Linked DNA regions of Hordeum vulgare: region 1 is linked to region 2. The links are chromatin contacts, called in public Hi-C maps. All regions are on one chromosome and are shown on one strand. The core of a region is the stretch at or near the end of the contact, and the rest is flanking DNA. Distances in the headings are between cores, read along the strand shown.

Region 1 (7,607 bases), core at 978-3,477, 370 kb before region 2:
TTCTTAGGCAGATGCCTTGTCGAACTTGAGGGGCTTCACCACCTCCCAGGTGAAGTCGGCATCGTCGCGGCCAAAGTGACCATAAGCAGCTGTCTTGATGAACCTCTTTCCACCTTTCTTCAAGTCCAGGTTAATGCTGATCATCCCGGGCCTGAAGTCAAAGTTCTCCTTCACGAGCTTGAGGATCTCCCTGTCGGGGATCTTGCCGGTGCCGTAGGAGTCGACGAACACAGACAAAGGCTCAGGTACACCGATTGCGTATGAGATCTGCACAATGCAGCGGCGTGCGAGACCGCTGGCGATGATGCTCTTGGCGGCCTGCCTGGCAATGTAGGCGCCACTGCGGTCGACCTTGGTCGGGTCCTTGCCAGAGAAAGCGCCGCCGCCATGGGCTCCCCAGCCACCGTAGGTGTCGATGATGATCTTGCGGCCGGTGAGACCGGCATCGCCATGAGGGCCGCCGATGACGAAGCGACCAGACGGGTTCAGGTGGAAGATGGTGTTTTCATCGAGGTACTTCCCGGGAATCACCGGCTTGATGACGTGCTCCTTGAGGTCCGCGGCGATCTCATCGTTGGTGACGGTCTCGTCATGCTGGGTGGAGATGAGGACGGTGTGCACACGAACAGGCACCATGGCACCACCCTCATTTAGGTACTCAATGGTGACCTGGGTCTTTCCATCAGGCCTCAGCCAGGCACAGGTGCCATTCTTGCGGACCTCGGTGAGGCGAGCTCCGAGCTTGGTGGCAAGCATGTGGGTGAGGGGCATCAGCTCAGGGGTCTCATCCGTGGCATAGCCAAACATGATGCCCTGGTCACCGGCGCCGACCTCTTCTGGACGCTTGGTGAAGTGTCCATGAACACCCTGGGCAATGTCAGGGGATTGTTGCTCGATGTTGACGAGCACCTTGCAATGGTCGGCGTCGAGACCGACGTCGTCAGAGATGAAGCCAATGTCGCGGCAGGTGTCACGCACGATCTTCTCATAGTCCACGGTGGCCTTGGTGGTGATCTCACCGAAGACCATGACCATGTTGGTCTTGGTGCAGGTCTCGCAGGCAACCTTGCTGTCAGGATCCTGGGCCAAGCAGGCGTCCAGGACGGCGTCGGAGACCTGGTCACACAACTTGTCGGGATGGCCCTCGTTCACGGACTCGGAAGTGAAGAGGAACGTCTCGGCCGCCATTTCTTTCGTGGTAGTGATGCTCTGCAAATAAAAAAATAACTCGACTATGTTAGAATCAAACAAATATCAGTCGTGCCACAAAATCACGGTACTGTCCCAGCTACAGAGCAATATACTACCGCACAGCCTGGAATGATAAGCCATTCTCAAAAAAAAAAAAAAAAAAAAAACTGGAATGATAAGCCAGAGGGGCAACCCGTCTAAACACAACAGGAAAAAACACCCTTAAAAGAAGAAATAACAAACAGGTCCCTAAGGGGGGTGATTGCTGAACAATCCTGGATCTGCCACCATCCTCCGCACGCCGTCGAATCTGCTAGCGCCTAGCGGAGGAAGGAGCGACGACCTCGAGCCAAAGACCCGCCGGACACCATCGCATCGAAGCTTCAAAGAGCCGAAGAAAAGGCACATCGGCCGAGGACCACCCGACGCCTTAGATCCGCACACAAGCCGACGCCAGAATAGAAGCCGGCGACCCCGTGTACACATCTACCCGGCCATACAGCAGCGCAGGAGCAAGAACCGCCGTGTGGACGACGCAGCTGGAGGAACAGAAGATCCATAGCAAAGTCGATGCCGCCGCCACGCCGACCACACCCGTATACACCGAGCCCGCCGCTCCGACGAGGAACGGCAGCACACTTATTGGACGTAGCGCCGCCGGCCGGACACCGCGATCCACCCACCTGCTCCTACTACCACCAACCCCCACCAACCCCCCACAGCTAGCCTCCGTTCTTTACAGAGGGAGTAGTAACTAAGCGACCCACGTATGATGAAAAAGAAGATAAATTAGACATAGATGATCGAAGCATGAGATCAGGACGCGGTGAGTGCTAACCTTGTGCAGTTGTGCTGATGCTATTGTTCAGGAGGCCGACGAACCGAAAGAGGTCGAATGTATGCGCGGTGTAGTCCGCAGATCCCGGCCACGCAATTTATAGGAGCGGGGGGCTCGTCAGGTCGTGCATGAGTGTTGCTGGTGAGAGTGCGGGACTGCACAACCTGTGCTGCAGCCTGCAGCCCTTGCGGAAGCCCTCCTCCCCACCAAACCCATTTCTTTTTTTTTTTCCTTTTTGCGGTGGGTCAGATCACCTACCAACCATCTAATTTATTTTCTTCCCCACTTGTCTTTTCCTTAGAAAGATCTTCTCCACTTGCGTAAGCGATCTGCTGAACGTGGTTGGTAGGCTACTCGATTCTGAAAAATTACCTTCCGGAAAATTATAATCGTAAAAAAAGAATCAGGTAAGAATTACCAAAATTAATAGCCAATTAGGGACGTGCTACGCATTCACCGGTGGATGTTTACTAAATATTCACCACTTGCAGGGCCGTCCGATCTACACGTAGCCGTCGGATCTGCTCCGGTCAGGCACCCCATAATTCCTAAAACGATGGCTGAGTTGCAGAAACTTTCGCTTTGTTGCAAGAAATAAACTTTATACCCGTTAAATTCTGAAACAACGGTCGAGTTTCAGAAATAATTTGCTTGTTGCAGGATTTTTTTTCTTCGTCTTTCTGCAACATAGGTACTTTTGCGGAAGAATTTTTTGCAACAAAGGTCATGTTTTAGGATTTTTTTACAACAAAGGTCAAGTTGCGAAAAAAATTTGCAACGTTCATGGGCGGCATGGGCGGCTGGCGGCGACCGGATGGTCAGAACATAAATCTATAGTAGACCACTGCAACATCGTATATGTTTCAAAAATATAGTCTTTGTTGCAGAACCGCATAGTCGCTTGGATGCGTGTCTTACGGGGGAGGTGGCTGATTCGGCCATTATAATCCGCCGGCTGATGGTTACCTTTTCCCAATTAATAGTGCATTTTAAAATTGTAGGTACCTAGCAATTCTCACAATTCTAACTAGCCCCTTAAAAAAACTTTTCGTTTTCAACTGCTATCCCTATTGGACAACCAAATTATGTCCAAATTGTCAATCGGGTCAGACTGCTACAGAGCCTCCCACACTACCGTTCACCCCCCGCCCCCCTCCCCTCCCGCCCACACTCGTGCTCGCCCCACCCCAATGCTAAGGTTGCAACCATCAGATCCGCTGGCGGCTGCCACCCTACTCCACCGCCCCAGACCTTGGCCTCGACCTCCTCGGATCCGCCGGTGGGAGGCTCCTGCACCGCCGCCCCAGACCGGCCGCCCCATCTCCTCCTCTCCTTCCCATCGGGCCGCCACTTCTTAATGCCTCTCCAGCCGACCCTTCAGCAGGACGCGCCCAGCCGCCCGTCCATTCCTTCCGTCCGTCCGCCCCTCCACTTCGTCCGCCCAGCAGCACGAGGCATTTGGAACTCGCTTTTGTATTCTAATATATGTACTTTATTAGATTTGTAGCTCGTTTTGGTTTTCATATTGGACATAAACTGTTAGAAATAATCAAGTGATTGTAATTCATCAATCATTTCAATCTAAGGGTGTCTGAGACATTTCAGCGCACAACTCATACAACAATTACATACTAGAATCATAAAAAAGAAGTAGACAGACAATTCTATAGCCAAACGATTATGTGGGCAGTTTCCCAGAATTATGATACTGAAGAATTATGAGGTGAAAAGAACTGGCCCCCAGCCCAGCCCGCTACATACATATATATATAGACATATTTTAGAGTATATATTCATTTATTTTGTTTCATATATTTATATGTAGTTTTTAATGAAACCTCAACTCTAACGGGGAAACTCATTTCGTCCGTGCGTGTCCGTTTGAGTTCCGCACACAGAAAACACGGCCCAAGGCACCGCCTCAAACAGACACATGTCCGCTTTTCGTCCGCCCGTGAACCATTCCAGGCCTAAATTTGGGCCGCATTTGGATCGGTGCGGACACGAAATGGACACGCGTCTCACCCGCGTGCTCCTTCCCCTGGCCTGCCCGTCGACGACACAGTCTCGCCCTTTTTATCCCTTTCCCCCACCCGTCGCCAACAAATGCACAAACCCTAGGCCGGCGCCATTCTTCCCGGCCACCTTTCTCTCCATCCCCCTTCCTCCCCCACCCAGCAGCACATCCACCGGCGGGGCGCCTCCTTCATGTCGACGTGGAAGGCTGGTGTGGCGACGACGAGATTTGGCACGTCTTGGCGACGGGATTTGGCCAATCCGACCGGCAATGGATTGCGCTTGCCATGGATTAGCCACGTACCGGTCCAGTCGACCTGGGAAATGCCTCGGTGCCGCATGTAGGCGCCCAATCCGCCTCTAGCCGCTCGAATTTTGTACAGTCGTTGGTCCGCCAACAAAATCACCGTCAATCGTCACCCTGGCTCGGCGCTAGCCCAGAGGCTTGCCGGCTCATTGTTGTCGTTCATAAAGTGCGACGACTGCCTGCTGCATGTCGTGTGGTGTGTTTCTTGAACGTCAGAAAATCCCGGTTGTGTTCGTCAAGTGCAAAAACGATGGGGTATGCTTTTCGTGCGGCCTTTTGCTCTTTGATTCAATGGAATTTCAATAACTTATTTGCTCAATTTTGTGTGTAGGTCGTGTAAGATTGTTGTAACGTCTTGCCAAAACAAGCCGACGGTTCCATGTTAATACAAGAAGCCATCGTGATGTATACAAAGTCCTCTAATACACAGCTTGTAAAGCAAGGAAAAAGAGACATAATACAAGAAGGAAGAGTTACATGAGATAGACTAGGATATGCCCAATCAGCCTACCAACGTGACACAATAGACCTCGTGAATATGTCCTTTAACACCCTCCCTTGATCACAACATTCTATATTGAGATTACGTTTGAATGCATCAAAACTTCTTGTTGGTAATGCTTTGGTAAAGCCATTTGTAACCTGATCCTTCGAATGAACAAATCTGACTTCCAATTGTTTATGAGCAACTCTTTCTCTAACAAAGTGAAAATCTATCTCAATATGCTTAGTCCTGGCATGGAAGACGGGATTAGCAGAAAGATATGTGGCACCAAGACTATCACACCATAAATAAGGAGTTGGATCACGACTTATTCCAAGTTCCTTGAGCATGGACTGAACCCAAATAATCTCAATTGTAGCATTCACTAGAGCCTTATACTCAGCTTCTGTACTTGACCTTGAGACTGTAGTTATTGGAAATATGCCCTAGAGGCAATAATAAATAGTTATTATTATATTTTTAGTTTCAAGATAATCGTTTATTATCCATGCTAGAATTGTATTGATGGAAACACAAATACATGTGTGGATATATAGACAAAACAAAGTCCCTAGTGAGCCTCTAGTTGACTAGCTCGATGATCAAAGATGGTTAAGCTTTCCTAGCCATAGACAAGTGTTGTCACTTGATAACGGGATCACATCATTAGGAGAATGATGTGATGGACATAGACCCAAACTATAAACGTAGCATGTGATCGTGTTATTTTGTTGCTATTGTTTTCTACATGTCAAGTATACATTCCTATGACCATGAGATCATGTAACTCACTGACACCGGAGGAATGCCTTGTGTATCAAACGTCGCAACGTAACTGGGTGACTATAAAGGTACTCCACAGGTATCTCCGAAGGTGTCCGTTGAGTTAGCATGGATCAAGACTAGGATTTGTCACTCTGTATGACGAAGAGGTATCTCAGGGTCCACTCGATAATACAACATCACAAATAAGCCTTGCAAGCAATGTGACTAAAGAGTTAGCCATGGGATCTTGTATTACGGAACGAGTAAAGAGATTTGTCGGTAACTAGATTGAAATAGGTATGGAGATACCGGCAATCGAATCTCAGGCAAGTAACATACCGAAGGACAAAGGGAATGTTATAAGGGATTAACTGAATCCTTAACATAGAGGTTCAACCAATAAGATCTTCGTAGAATATGTAGTATCCAATATGGGAATCCAGGTCCCGCTATTGGATATTGACCGGAGAGTGTCTCGGTCATGTTTACATTGTTCTCGAACCCGCAGGGTGTGCACACTTAAGGTTCAGTGACGTTTTGGTATAGTTGAATTATTGATGTTGGTAACCGAAGGTTGTTCGGAGTCCCGGATGAGATCTCAGACATCACGAGGGTTTCCGGAATGGTGCAGAGACGAAGATTGATATATAGGAAGTATTCATTTGGCTTACGGAAGGTTTTCGGGCATTACCGATAAAGTACCGGGAGTGATGATGGGTTCCGGAGTTCCGCTGGGAGGGGCCACCCACCCGGGAGAGGACCAAAGAGGCCCAAGGGTGGCGCACCAGCCCTTAGTGGGATGGTGACCAGCCCAAGTGGGCCTATTCGACCAAAAGGAGAAGGAAAGGGAGGAGAGGGGCCAAACCGAATAGGAGAAGGGGACTCCTCCTCCAAACCGTATTGGAGGAGGACTCCTCCTCTTGCTTGGCGCGCCGGCCAACCCTAGGGATTTTTCCCTAGGGCGCCACCCCTCCCTCCCACTTATATATAATGGAGGTGGGAGAGGCTTTTGGCACCTCAAGCCATAGTGCAGCCCTCTCTCCCTCCACCACTTCGTGACACCCTGTAGCTAGTTCGGTACGTCACGGCGAAGTCCTGTCGGAATAGCTCCACCACCATCACCGCCACGCCGTCGTGCTACCGGAGAATTTAGCTACCTCTTCGTCTCTCTTGCTGGATCAAGAAGGCGGATATCGTCATCAAGTTGTACGTGTGCTGAATGCAGAGGTGTTGTCCATTCGGTACTAGATCGGGACGGGGTATGTGGAACGCTTGCGATTCGGATCGCGAAAACGTTCGAATACATCAACCGTGTTTCTTAAAGCTTCCCGCTTAGCGATCTACAAGGGTATGTGGATCTGATCTCCCCTCTCGTAGATGATCATCACCATGATAGGTCTTGCGTGTGCGTAGGAAATTTTTTGTTTCCCATGCAACGTTCCCCAACACATCAGACCTGACTGCCCTGCGTAGAGCTTCTGTGGATGGTTCATGACATGTAGATGTGTGGAGAGATCCAGACGTGAGCACAGAAGATCTCGGTCCACAATCATTCACCAATAATTGCACATCATTCGAGGGTCGAGGCACGTTGGTCGTGGCCGCACCATTGCTGGGCTCCGAGCCAACCATAGGATGTGTACTCTCATGCATGTAAACGCGGGGTTCTCCTGGATCGCAAGACGATAGGTGAAACCCCACCATGGGTCATGCCATAAGATGATTGAGGCGGGTCCGCGCATGCAGGAGCAATGTGTGCGCCAGGTGAATCCATCACGTCCTGATGCAACGTATATCCCAAAGAAGAATGGTTAGGCGGCTGACACCATGATCCGAAGGGTGATTCTTGCACCTATGTGTTTCCCTCTTGTGTTCCCGCTGTATCATCTGCAACATCACAGAACTCACATCCTGGATTAGTAGCAGGGTTAGTAAATTGATCATTGCTATTATCACCCCCGTGATCAATGCCAATTAGATGAGATGGAAGAAGTAAAATATCTTTG
Region 2 (6,806 bases), core at 974-3,473:
AACATAGTATACTAGATGATGCCCCGCTTGTTGCAGCTGAAACTTTGGTAAAAAAAAAGCGTAAATAATTGCTACAAAATAACTAAAACTAATATGAAGCACATATATGATTACAAAATAATTTACAAATATGAAGCATATAAAAATATTTTTAAAGTTGTAGTCAAATAATGTCAAATGTGAAGGCTGCACTACATTAGTATATGGAATCGTTCAACACATGTATTTTCAATACAAAATAGGATGAAAAATAATAATTTAGAACTAAAATGCATGTATTGATGATGTCACAATGTTGCACGCATACATAATTAAATACACAAGGCGTAACTTGTACTAACATGCATGACTTACTTGTATGGACTGTTTGCATGTCTAGCAAAATTAGGTAATGGGTTCTAAATATTTAGAAATAAAAGATGAGGTGATCTTGAAATCTCGACGTAGTTTTTTTATTATGTTTGATATGCTTTGTATTTCTAATGAACATTAATAATATATCTGGATAATTTTCGAAAAAACAATTGAGAGGTAAGATTTTGACCGCTCGTCACACTTGTTTATGTGAATAAAACTTCCCCGAGAATGTAGACCCTTAAAAAAGAAAAAGAAAACTCCCCGGCAATAAAAAAAAATTAGGGATTTCCCTGGCAATAGATGGCTGGGATCTGAGAGCGCTCAGACATGTGTTTCCCTGGTGGGCCACAACATTCACGGGTGGACGGATGGACGCGCTATCGTTCACGGAGAGCAACGGCAGCCTCCCGCTGGTCCAAGCCACGCGTGTCTGGTGTGTGCGGGTTTGGCTGTGCGCGTCCTCTCACCGGATCATCCACTCAATCCCAGCTCTACGGAAAAAGGGTTCCCCGGTTTGTATTACAAAGCAACCAACCGATACAGTCAATAGCAGATGCTGGAGCGGAAGCAGCACAATCACATCCAAAAGAAACGAAAGAGAAACAACAAGAGAAAAAATACCGACAACGACGGATCAACGAAAACGAAGAAGCTTCACGACCACTGCGCCCACCGAAGATTTCCCACCAAGCTCCAAGGATCCGAAGCACCGGTACCAATCAACACCTCCAAGAAGGACCGCGACGATGACGACGCTGCTGCCAAGGGTTTCCCCCGGTACTTGACGAGGCAAGAGGAAGGGTCGCCCCCGACGCCCTCCAGGAAGGTCCGGCGGCACCGACAAGCGTCGCCGCGTCGGTGTCGGCCAGGCCGACAGGGGTTTCCCCCAATTTCAACCTTCACCTCGGATGCTCCAGAGCCTGCCACCAAAGCGACCACCATCTTGCGCCACCGCGGTCATGAAGCCTCCACGTCGTCTCACCACGGCACCAGAAGTGAGGCCTGCACAGCGGGGAATAGGAACCGGGACTAGGGCCACAACACCGTCGGCACGCGGGAGGGTACAACCTCCACCGTCGACGACGGCAGCCGACCGGGCATAATAGCAGGAGCATACCAGGCCCGTGGGCCCACAGGCCCGGTCGGGCTCTCCACGCCCGTAAAGCTCCCGCCATCGCGCTGCAGCAGGCGCGCCTTCGGCGTCGCCGCCCCACGTCCGAGCTGCTCCTCCTCCTCACCACACAGACGACGATGAAGCCACGTCGGGAACCAGCCCGCCAGGATCCAGATGAGGCCCACAAGGCCTAGATCTGGGCCGGGGACGCGCCACCGGCCAACCTGCGTCACCACGCCGTCTAAGCGCCAAGGGGCAACACCACCACCTCACGCGTCGCCGGCCATTGCTGCCGGGTCGCCGGACCGTCGTCGAGCCGAGGAGCACCGCCGCCAACACCATCTGGCCAAGCGCCGGGGGCGGCCGTCGGCGGCGGCAGGAAGGGAAGGAGGAGAAGGGAGGCCGAAGAGGGGCGGAGCTCGCGCCGCCCCGGCCACCTCCCGGGGAGGCGGCCCGGGGCGGATCCGGGGGGGGGGGGGGGGAGGGGGCGGGGACGGCCGGCGGCGGCGGGAACCCTAAACAGTCCTCAATCCAGCTCTCGACAGAGGAGATCGGTGATCTGGGTGGTGGTGGGTACGCTCGGCTCCTTGCAGTGGTTGTAGGATCCTCACCGCCGTGATGTTCCAGCTGTCGATGTTGCTTCCTGCGGATTCTGCTTGGGACGCCGCTTGGCTGTACATACGGCCTGCGCCACTGCTGTTCTGGTCATCCGTCTCACGCCATCTGTCTGCTCGATCTGCTACTCTGCCCTGCGTGTGATCTGGTTTGTATTGCTTCCTCTCGTATTGGATTTGTTGTTTGCTGTCTTAGGCTGGGTTCAGTATGGTGTTTCTCCAGCAACGATATCATTGGATTGGGCTCTGGTTTTTGTATAGTTGCTGCTTCCGTGCTTCATTTTTTGTGGAGAGCGTCGTGCCCTGTGGAGGAGGAGAATGGCTGATTGCTGTGGACTGATGCTTCCCCTCAAGTTTAAATTACTGCTTCTCTTACCAACTTTGAGAGGACGAGATTGGATCGGTGCATCCATCGCTCACCCTGGTCGTTTGGGTACCCGAGCCCGAACCCGAACCGAACCGAATTACTAGAATTGTCGGGTAATTCAGGTATCAGGTAAGGGTTCGGTTCTTATTTCTTGACTATTCGGTTTTCGGGTTAGGGTTTGAGTTTTAATGTGAAAAACCTGAAATATCCATATTATCCAAATTATTCGTACTATCCAAAATTTTCATGCTATTATTATACTAACTTGTTACCCATACTAACTAAAATACTCATATTATCAAAAATACCCATACTATCCGAGTTATTCATATCAAAAGTTGATGTATGCTCATAATACTTTAGGTATTTTGGGTACCCGAATTACCCAAATCGAAATTTTAGGTAATTTGGGTTCGGGTATTTTTTTAACAGAAATAATTTTGGTTCCCATTTTCAAATACCCGAATTACCCATAAACCAAACTACCCGAATCAAAATAACCAAAATACCTGAATGCCCAGGCTGACCCACCGCATAGAGCTCAACGAAGTGCGTCAATCCAGCAATACATGGGACCGGCCAGCAACCAGCCACCATTGTCTTACCTGCTGTAAGCACACACTCAATTTTGTTTCAGATGGAATGCATTCAGCATACATGTTGGAAGATAACTGCTCCAAGGCACTCATTACTGAACAATCACGCCCACAATAAGGACATGGACAACTTCGTCACAGGGGTAATCAACTTCATCTTTACTAATATGAGCCACCTACATTACCGTGATCTCACCACTTGCTTGATCCAGTATACCGACAGTGACTCTCCAACCATATGGTCGTTAAACTGCATGGAATTCCTGTTTTCGGAATACTTGCCCAAATAATGTCTCCATTGTCAGCTCAGCCATAACTTTAGAATATGAGCTGCTACAATTCTCCTTCCCCTCACACCACATATCTTTACACAATGCAATAAAAGAGTGTATGACACTCTCATGCCTTGTTTTGAAATCGATTGAGTAAAAGATGGCACCTTGATGTGTGCACTTGCCATAGAGGTGCATTCAGTATTTACCTACAATTGATCGCATATACTAAATTAAAATGCAATGATCACATCACAGACTATAGTTTGTTTCTTAATATATGCACACTGTACACCCGCTTTCCCAAATAGTCTTTACCATATCACCATATATCCAACCTTAGGTGCAACAGGCAACCTACAATTAGACCAATAGTTCAGTAAGAGAAGATGAAGTTTAAAAAAAACTTGCAGTGAACATAGAAAAAATCGATGCTCGAGTGACTACCAATATCATCTAAAAATATGCAATATAATAGTAAGAGGTCAAGCCAGTCAAGTGAAAGACGTTTGCAACTACACAATGACACATTAGCAAACTTGAGAGCCACATAATTATAATTAGTATGGTTTTCAGGCCAACACATAAGAAACTACATGACTATCACGAAGTGAGGAGTCGTGGCTCCAAGAACTGGAATTAGACACATTGTACATCATCAATCATTAGGAGATGGATCCAATAGAATCTTGTCTCCTGGTCTGCAAGCCGAAAAAAAGCAGGAAGACTATCCGCATATATGCAGCTCACCCTGGGCGTTTGGGTACCCGAACCCACTACCCGAACCTGAACCGAACCGAATTAACAGAATTGTCGGGTAATTCGGGTATCAGGTAAGGGTTCGGTTCTCATTTCTTGACTATTCAGCTTTCGGGTTAGAGTTCGGGTTCTAGTGTGGAAAACCCGAAATATACATACTACCCAAATTATTCATACTATCCAAAAAAATTATGCTATTATTACACTAACTTGTTATCCATACTAACTAAAATACTCATATTATCAAAAATACCCATACTATCCGAGTTATTCATATCAAAAGTTGATGTATGCTTAGAATACTTTGGGTATTTTGAGTACCCGAATTACCCGAATCGAAATTTTGGGTAATTTGGGTTCGGGTATTTTTTTTAACAGAAATAATTTTGGTTCCCATTTTCAAATACCCAAATTACCCATAAACCGAACTACCCAAACCGAAATAACCAAAATATCCGAAATCGAACTATCCGAACCGAAATAACCAAAATACCCGAATGCCAGGCTAATATGCAGCAAGAATACCATGCCAATGGTAGTACATGATTAAGCGCATTGTAAATAATGGGGCGACCTCACCTCAAGTAGACCGCGCTAGAAACAATACGGCAGTTGCGGTGGCACTTGTTGAGCTTTACGTCGAGCCTTCGAGGCGTTCTAGAAGTGATGGCCCACGTGATTCGCCCTTGCAAGAAAATAGGGAGAGGCCATTACCAAACTCGGTACGTACTTTCATTTTCTATGTTACCTAGCAAATATTATTGCACATATGTTCCACTTGTAAAATTACCATCTGGGCGATTGACGTGTTATGTCGGCTTGACTTTTTTTTTTTTTAGGAACTATGTCGGCTTGACTATTGATTTATTTTCTTTCCTTATTTTCATCTATGAACCTGGTGGCCAGCGGCAAGTGAAGGCAAGAAAGAAGGTGCCAATGGATTTAATTAGGTGAAGATGATTAGGCTGTAGTACACACCGAGTGCATCCATAGAGTCTACATTGAAATGCTACATAAGGAGAGACTGGGCATAGTCTTGATATAGTTCTGTTAAAAGATATTGTATTGAGTTTCTCGTTTGGACATATTTATGATTGTTTTCTTCTAACTGCATCATAATATGTACTTTTGTTGACTGTTTGAGATAAGATGATGGCTATGCATGTGAGCAATCTAGTTTTTTACTTCCAGAAAATGCACACCAACAAAATCTGGAATGTCTTCTTGTGTCTCATCTTTTTGGCTTCAGTTGTATGATTAGCATTTGGCTTCAAACCAACTAAACTATAAAGTTTCCTTTTTCTTGTCCACTCTTCAGTTGCTAAATTATGATTCATAAAGTTATAGTGCATTTTGGAAAGGATATATTGATTTTATTACAGGGTTGACGATATATATATGGATATTATACTGACTGATAGTGCATGATTCATTTGAGCTCATTTTGGCAGTTTTGGATTTCCTTTGACTAATTCAGTGCAGCTTCCTTCATGACGTATGCCACATGCTAATATGAACTTTTCTTTAGTATTACATTGGATAGATCTTCATGAAGATCATGAAGAACATGGTATTGAAGATCAAAGAGAGAGAAGAAGCCATCTAGCTACTAGCTATGGACCCGTAGGTCTGTAGTGAACTACTCACACACCATCGTAGGGGCAATGGAGTTGATGTAGATGCCCTCCATGATCAATTCCCTCTCCGACAGATTACCGGAAAAGGCTCTCACATTGGATCTCTCGGGAACATAGGCTCTTGGCGGCGTAAAAGTATTTTCGTGGCTCTTTTAGGCGATACGGGAATATTTGGGAATTTATAAGCCAAGAATTAGGGTTAGGAGACCTGCAGGGGGCCCACAAGCCAGGGAGCGCGGCCACCCCCCCCCCCCCAAGGGCGCGCCCTGCAGGCTTGTGGCCTTCGGACAGCTGCCTTGTCGCCTACTCCAAGTCTGTTGCGTGTAATCTGGTTCAAGAAAAATATTTTCGGAGATTTTATTATGTTTGGACTCCGTTTATTATTCCTTATCAGCAATATTCAAAAACGTGGAAAAAAAGAAACTGACACTGGGCTCTAGATTAATAGGTTACTCCCAAAAATAATATAAAACAACATATAAATGCATATAAAACATCCAAAACATATAATACAATAACATGAAACAATCAAAAATTATAGATACATTGGAGACATATCAAGCAACTCAACGTGTTAAAATACAGGATGGAGAGAAAACATATCCATCAGTTCTCCACTTGGCTGGAAGCCTTGTTATAATCCTATAAGGAGTATATTAGCTTTTGCTTTTCTCTTTTAGCTTTCTTAGTTTCCTTATGTTCGTGTTGTAAACCTCGTTGTTTCCCTTTCTTTCTCTTTTTACCTTTCTTTCCTCTCCCTTTCTAGTTGTTTGGGCTTACCTCAGGCCTACTAGATTGACTTTGATTCTCTGTTTAATTTTAATAAAAGTTCTAGTGGGGTTTTACCCTACTGATTATTATTTTTTAAATGTTTGGGACACATGCATGCAATGATTGTCTTTGGACACTCTCACTCGCTTGGTTATCGGCGGCAAGCTTATATATTCATGGGCTCGCGTGGACGTCCATCATTTTGACCGACAACGAGAAAGGTTACTAGGGTGGATTCTTCTTCATTGGTTCGTGTTACGTATAGTAGGTTGATCATTCCAGGCCTAATTAAGTTTGAGCGCACGCTACACGTCGTGAA

What was found. A called contact is a pair of places that touch in the nucleus more often than the background predicts.
Region 1: a contact with region 2 is called in a Hi-C map of leaf, with 2.8 times the contacts expected there. The contact joins the promoter of LOC123406099 here to the enhancer-like site in region 2. A contact is called at or near these places in 2 of 6 Hi-C or Micro-C datasets (leaf and seedling) and 1 of 1 datasets of contacts at active chromatin or transcription factors (embryo).

What each region holds. Positions count from the first base shown.
Region 1 is chr6H:417,997,834-418,005,440 of MorexV3_pseudomolecules_assembly, reverse strand. LOC123406099 (S-adenosylmethionine synthase 2) reads right to left here and starts at 2,227. Exons shown (of 2, transcript XM_045099588.1): 1 at 2,030-2,227; 2 at 1-1,209. The coding sequence starts at 1,188. The coding sequence ends at 4.
Region 2 is chr6H:417,632,693-417,639,498 of MorexV3_pseudomolecules_assembly, reverse strand. No RefSeq gene overlaps it. Among protein-coding and RNA genes, the nearest start is that of LOC123406276, 71 kb to the right of the region's middle. Within about 2 kb of position 2,223, at least 3 of the 3 cell types and tissues checked have open chromatin away from gene starts, as enhancers often do. A contact at or near this core is called in leaf and seedling, where this site is marked.